2 separate regions of the Triticum aestivum genome follow, and region 2 is linked to region 1. A link is a contact called in public Hi-C data. All regions are on one chromosome and are shown on one strand. Each heading gives the region's core, a stretch centred on a gene start, on an enhancer-like site or on the middle of the called end of the contact. The rest is flanking DNA. Distances are from core to core; before and after follow the strand shown. Region 1 holds the start of LOC123137930 (ATPase family AAA domain-containing protein 3C). Region 2 holds the start of LOC123134391 (putative aminoacrylate hydrolase RutD).

The links. A called contact is a pair of places that touch in the nucleus more often than the background predicts.
Region 2: a Hi-C map of leaf shows a contact between it and region 1, with 5 times the contacts expected there. The contact joins the promoter of LOC123134391 here to the promoter of LOC123137930 in region 1. A contact is called at or near these places in 4 of 5 Hi-C or Micro-C datasets (leaf and root).

Annotation. Positions count from the first base shown.
Region 1 is chr6B:547,349,049-547,351,826 of IWGSC CS RefSeq v2.1, forward strand. LOC123137930 (ATPase family AAA domain-containing protein 3C) reads left to right here and starts at 1,461. Exons shown (of 8, transcript XM_044557824.1): 1 at 1,461-1,811; 2 at 1,894-1,989; 3 at 2,469-2,579; 4 at 2,714-2,778. The coding sequence starts at 1,551.
Region 2 is chr6B:547,776,325-547,779,261 of IWGSC CS RefSeq v2.1, forward strand. LOC123134391 (putative aminoacrylate hydrolase RutD) reads right to left here and starts at 1,441. Exons shown (of 4, transcript XM_044553652.1): 1 at 379-1,441; 2 at 5-94. The coding sequence starts at 1,110.

The DNA of each region.
Region 1 (2,778 bases), core at 211-2,710:
CGTTATGATCATTATTGGAATTTGTGCACAAAAATTAAAAAGCAGAACATTTTTTGGAGTTATGAACATATTTTGAAAGGTGGACACTTTTTTAGAAATTCAGAACATATTTCGAAACAGGAATTTTTTTAAAGTTGATGAACATTTTATTAAAGGTGAACATTTTTACAAAATATGCGAACAATTGGTAAAAAAAATCATGATTTTTTTGGAACTTTTGAACAAATTTTTTAAAAAAGGAACTATTTTTTAACTTCCGAACATTTTTTGAAATTTCAAACAAATTTTAGAATCATGGAAAATAAAAATAGAAAGAATAAGCAAATAGAAAAATAAATACAAAACAAATAAAAAAGAAAAAGAGAAAAGGAAAGAGAAATACAAAAAACTTGAAACAGAAAAAACGAAAATGGAAAAAAAGAAAACAAAAAAAGGCAAATACGAACATTTTTTAAAAAGGGAACATTTTTTAAATCCCACAACATTTTGTTTAAAATGCGAACATTCTTTGAATTTATGAACAATTTGGAAAATGCGGCCATTTTTTTAAAAAAATAAGGTTTTTTGAAAGTGGGAACAAATTTTTTAAGGTTACGAACAATTTTTGAAACATGAACTTTTTTCAAAAAAAATTGAAAAATAAAAAAGAAACTAAAAAAGAAACCGAAAAGGAAAAAGAACATTTTTAGACCAAAGTTAGAAATAGGAAACAATTTTAAAAATTCCAAACAAATTTGAAAGTTGAACATTTTTTGAATACGTGAACAAAAGTTGAATACATGAAGAAAATATAAAACGAATATGTTCAGAAATTCATAAAGATTTTTTGAAAATTGCAAACAATTTTTGAAACGGAACCATTTTTTGAAACCACGAACATTTTTTTAAAAGTTTTCAAAATTTTGAACGAAAACATTCTGAACAATTTTGTTAACACATTTTTTTTTGAAAATTCTGAACATTTTTTGGTAAATGCATACAGTTTTTGAATTTATGAACAAAATTTGAAAACACGAACATTTTTCAAATTTTGAACATTTTTGTAAAAGCTCGAACATTTTTTTGAGAGAGAAAACATAAACTTGAAAAACAAAAAAGAAAAAAAGAAAAGAAAAAGAAACTGAAATAGAAAAAGAAAGGAAAATAAAAAACCGGTTCAGGAACCTTCTAGAAGGTTCCCAAAACCGGAAAAAACCAGCTGGAAACCTCTAGAAGGTTCCCAAAACCGGGAGTGCTGGAACGGTTAAAACAGGCCGGCCCGTTGCGTCGCTGCTCGGTCGCTCGCTTGTGGGAAGCCCCGGCAGTTTGACGCAACGAGCGGCAAATAGGATATATGGGCCGTCACAAACCAAAGTGAATATAACCGAATGCTACCTGGCGAGGCCCAATACAAGCCCATCCAGCACTCTCGCTTGGAAAGCAAGAAAGAAGGTTACCGGAAAACTCCCCCATCGACGGGAGCTCTCTCCCATCCCGTCCTCCTCTCCTATTTCTCTCCAGTCGCCGCTTAGCCAAAACCCCCGAGAAAACCCTCGCGCCCCCCGCCCACCATGCGCCGCCTACTCCGGCCGGCGAAAGCGGCGGCCTCCGTAGCCGCCGGGGCCGCGGTATTGGCGTCGCTCGGCGAAGTCGCGTACGCGGATAGCATCTTCTCCTTCCGCCGCCAGCCCGCCGCTCCTCCTCCTCCTCCACCTCCAGATGCCCCCGCCCCCGCCGCCGCCTCTTCCGGCTCCAGCGGGTTCGACCCCGAGGCGCTGGAGCGCGGGGCCCGCGCGCTGCGGCAGATCAATGGCTCCCGGTACGCCAAGCTGGTAAGCTGCTCGCGCTCTTGCCCTTATTACCCGGATTATTGCCCGTTCTGACGCCCCCTGCTGTTGTTGGGCTTGGCCGCAGCTGTTTGGGCTGATGCAGAGCCAGGAGGAGACGCGCCTCGCGGAGATGGCTGCGGAGAAGGTCCACCACGATATCTACTGGAAAGTCAAGGAAATCGTGAGTTGTTCGCGGCTTTTCCCCTTTTAATGCGAAAATTGCTCGATGTCACGCGATTCCAATGCTAGACCACTCGAATTTGTTTTACCTAATCCGCCTTTTGAGCATTCTCTTTCTGTAGTGTTTGAGTTCACGACTTCTTTGAAATGAAGAACCATTAATTTGCTTAGAAAGCTTCCTGCAACAACAACAAGACCTGCTTAAGAAAGCAGAGCTGTTAACATTCTAGTCTGGAATAAAAAATCTAGGATCTCACCATTCAAGTGGTATACGTCATAATTCATAGCAAATCACATCATCGATCTTCATGAATAGCAAGGACTCACCGATTTGTAACTTCATGCCAATTAAAACTGGAACAGATGCGTTATGTGGGATAAAATTTCATCTGTGCGTCTCACTATGTTGATGCATTGAGCCGTTGTACATGGCTGCTGCCAATACACTCATATTTTTTGTGTCGGCCCCTTATCTGACAGGAGGCGAAGCGGAAAATGGGTGAAGAATATAGAGAAAATTTGAAACAGCAATCACAAATTGAGGCACAAAGGTTACGCTACGAGGATGAGTTAGCTAAGAAAAGCAAACAGGTATTGAATCTTCTACCCTCTAACTACCTTTGTTAATGTTTATATCTATGTTAAGTTGGTGCTATTTCCTGTGGTGCATTGGGTTTATAAGGAGAACATCAACACATGATTTAATCAAGCACCTATGTTGACAGGAAGAGCGTGAAGCTGAAAGACGACGGGACGCTGAACTTGTAAGGATGCAAGAGATTGGTGCCTT
Region 2 (2,937 bases), core at 191-2,690, 430 kb after region 1:
TTACCTGCTGGAAAGTCGGTATCTTTGCATCCATGTTGCTGTCTAGCAACCCCTGCAGCAGCTCCAGCCTCTCCTTCCTATTCGTGAACATCGCCTACTCATCACCAAAGCAAAACACATGTACGTGCATTAGTTAACCACCCAAATTACGCCAACCAACACTGCATTTCCCAGACAAACAGAAAACACTATGTGTGTTATTTCTAAACATGAGAAATTTCAAGTTACAACAATTCAAGAAAATCAGCATTTAATTAATAAGAAAGAAAAGGAACTACTACTATGTCAATTCCAAAAATTAGCATTCACATTTACTAATAAACAGTTCCAAATTACTTAACATTAGAGTTCTAGACATAGGTGTGCTAACTTGATTACCTTGAGGTAGTCCTTGTACATCCTGTCCGGGAACCACATCTTCCGGTACATGGAGACGGAGAAGAGCGCTTTGAGCCCCTGGAGCGTCTCCGGCATGAGCAGCTCCGCGGAGGACCCTGCGCCGAGCCGCTCCATGGTCTCCCTGTTCACGGCGTCCGTCATGGCCACCACGGACCCGGACACGGCCAGCGACCGCACCAGGTCCGGCCGCGCCTCCGCCAGCTTGAACGCCACCATGCCACCGTAGCTGAACCCGACCACGTCGCAGCGCGCCACGCCGAGCCGCGCCAGCGCCGCCGCCACGCACCGCGCCTGGAACTCCGGGGTCCGGTCGGCGCTGTCCGTCGTGGACGACTTGCCGAAGAAGAGCAGGTCCGGGATGTACACGTTGTAGCGCGACACCAGCACGCCGAAGTTGAACTGGAACGTCACGTTGCCCTCGGCGGCGAAGCCGTGGATGAGGACCACGTTGGGCTTGGACTCGGGGCCCTTCCTCCTGCTCCCACGACGGCCGCCTGATGGCTTCTTGGCGGCGGCGGCGTCTTCCCCTGCGGCGACGGCGGCGCTGGCATCGTGCGGGCTGATGGTGGTTCCTTTCTTGCCGGCGTGGTGCTTGGGAGCCCAGACGTGCATGGTTGTGCCCGGCTCCAGCTCGACGTCGATGGGGCGGAGCCCGGCCAGCCTCATCATCCCCGTCAGCAGCGGCTTCTGCGCCTCGATCAAGTTCACCATCTTCCCTGTGACCTTGCCGTGCCTACGTGCGTGGGCGGCTGTAGTGTGCTAGCACGTGCACGTTGCGGCTCAAGTGTTTGAACTCGGAGCAGTGGCCGGGCTTGTATTAGTAGGGGGGACGCCGGAGGAGCAGGGGTCAGCTGTGACCTGTGAGAACGCGACGACGGGCGTTGTAACGACCGGTGACGTCGACGGCGGCTACTGACGGCGACCGGCCTGAGGACGGGTGGGAGTTGGGTGGCGATCGTGGGAGGGATAGGGCAGCAGCAAGAAGCGATCCAACGGGAACAGAGAAGGAACAGGGGGCGGGTTTAGTGGGGTTTAGTGATCTACCACAATCCACACATGCGCGTACGTTTAGCTTCGATTGGTGGCTTGGCGCAACAAACCCATCCTACTACTGTGACGCGCCGGCTGCTTCTCAAGCATTTCTCCACACTTTGGACATAATTTTTTTAGGACCCAATAACTGTCGCTCGATCGCCATCGCCAAGGAGCTGAGCAGCTCCTAGCGACCCTTTCTGGCCGTTTGCCAGGGGGCAGGCCAGGGCGAGCCCCGATTGACCCAAAAAAGACCAATTAAACAGTTTTTTTGTTTGAAAAATGCCACGTTAAACTTTAAAACGAAAAAAGTCGAGTGATCTGACATTTTTGACATGCTAAACTTTAAAACTGCCATCTTCTAGATATAAATGACATTGGCCAAAAAATACGCACAAATTTATAAAAATGGCACGTTTTGAAAAATTACTAAAATTGTCATGCTACTTTATAAAAACTGCCATCCTCTAGATAAGATTTTTGTTTCTTTAAGACAAACTTTCGATCTATTCATAATCTGTCACGATAGTACAAAGAACACCATATATAAGTAACAAAAAACTATAACCAGATCTATGGACCAACTAGCGATGATTACAAACGTTGGAATAAACTAAAGACGCGTTGTCCTCATCCACTTTTGTGATAGTAACAAAAAGCTATAACCATATCTAGAGTTATTTACCCAAAACCACCACACTTGGGGCTAGGGTAACAACTTGATACCAGATTTGAGCCAAGTCACAAAGAACCACCAGTTATGAGCCTAATGCGTAACGCGGAGCACTGATGCTGGAATTTGGTCGCCAAAACAGCAAAACCGACAGGTGGGTCCCGCCTGTCGGGCCGACGTGGCAAAGACTAATCCAAGTCAAAGTTTGACCCGCTGAGGTGGACGGGGGACCCATCAGTCAGCCACTCATCCTCTTATGCTCCTTTTATCTTCTTCTTCCTCCTCTGTTACTCTGCCCTGCGATGGCTGATTCGGAGCAGAGGCAAGCATGCGGGCGCGTCGGCGGGAGATGGACTTCGAGAGGAAAGGGAGGAGACGCGGAAGGGCCCGCCGGCGGCGGCCGCGCCGGCAGTAAGATGCTAGGGTGTCCAGCAGCGTTGACGGCGGCGAGCTGCGCGGTGGCGGAGCTCGGGCTTGCATGAGCGCCGAGTTACAGCTTGCAAGCGAGCGAGCTAAGCAGCTAGATGGCATCGTTGGAGCTCCATGGTCTCAGTATAGTGCTCACGCATAATCAATTTGTGCTCAAACAACGACGGCAGAGAGGCACGACGGCCGGAGCTCTCCGGCATGGCGAAGGAATTAGTTACCGAACAAATTCGACAACGGGAGAAAGGGGTAAAAGGAGAGGAGCTCATGGCGATTCAGGTGAGCAGGCCGGCGAGGTCAGGGGTGCTCTGAAGGTGTTGAATTCGACGGCAACGGCCGGCGGCTCCGAGGTTGAAGACGCGGTCGATTCGGTCGTTCTGCGGCTTCTTCGCTTGTTTTTGTCGTCA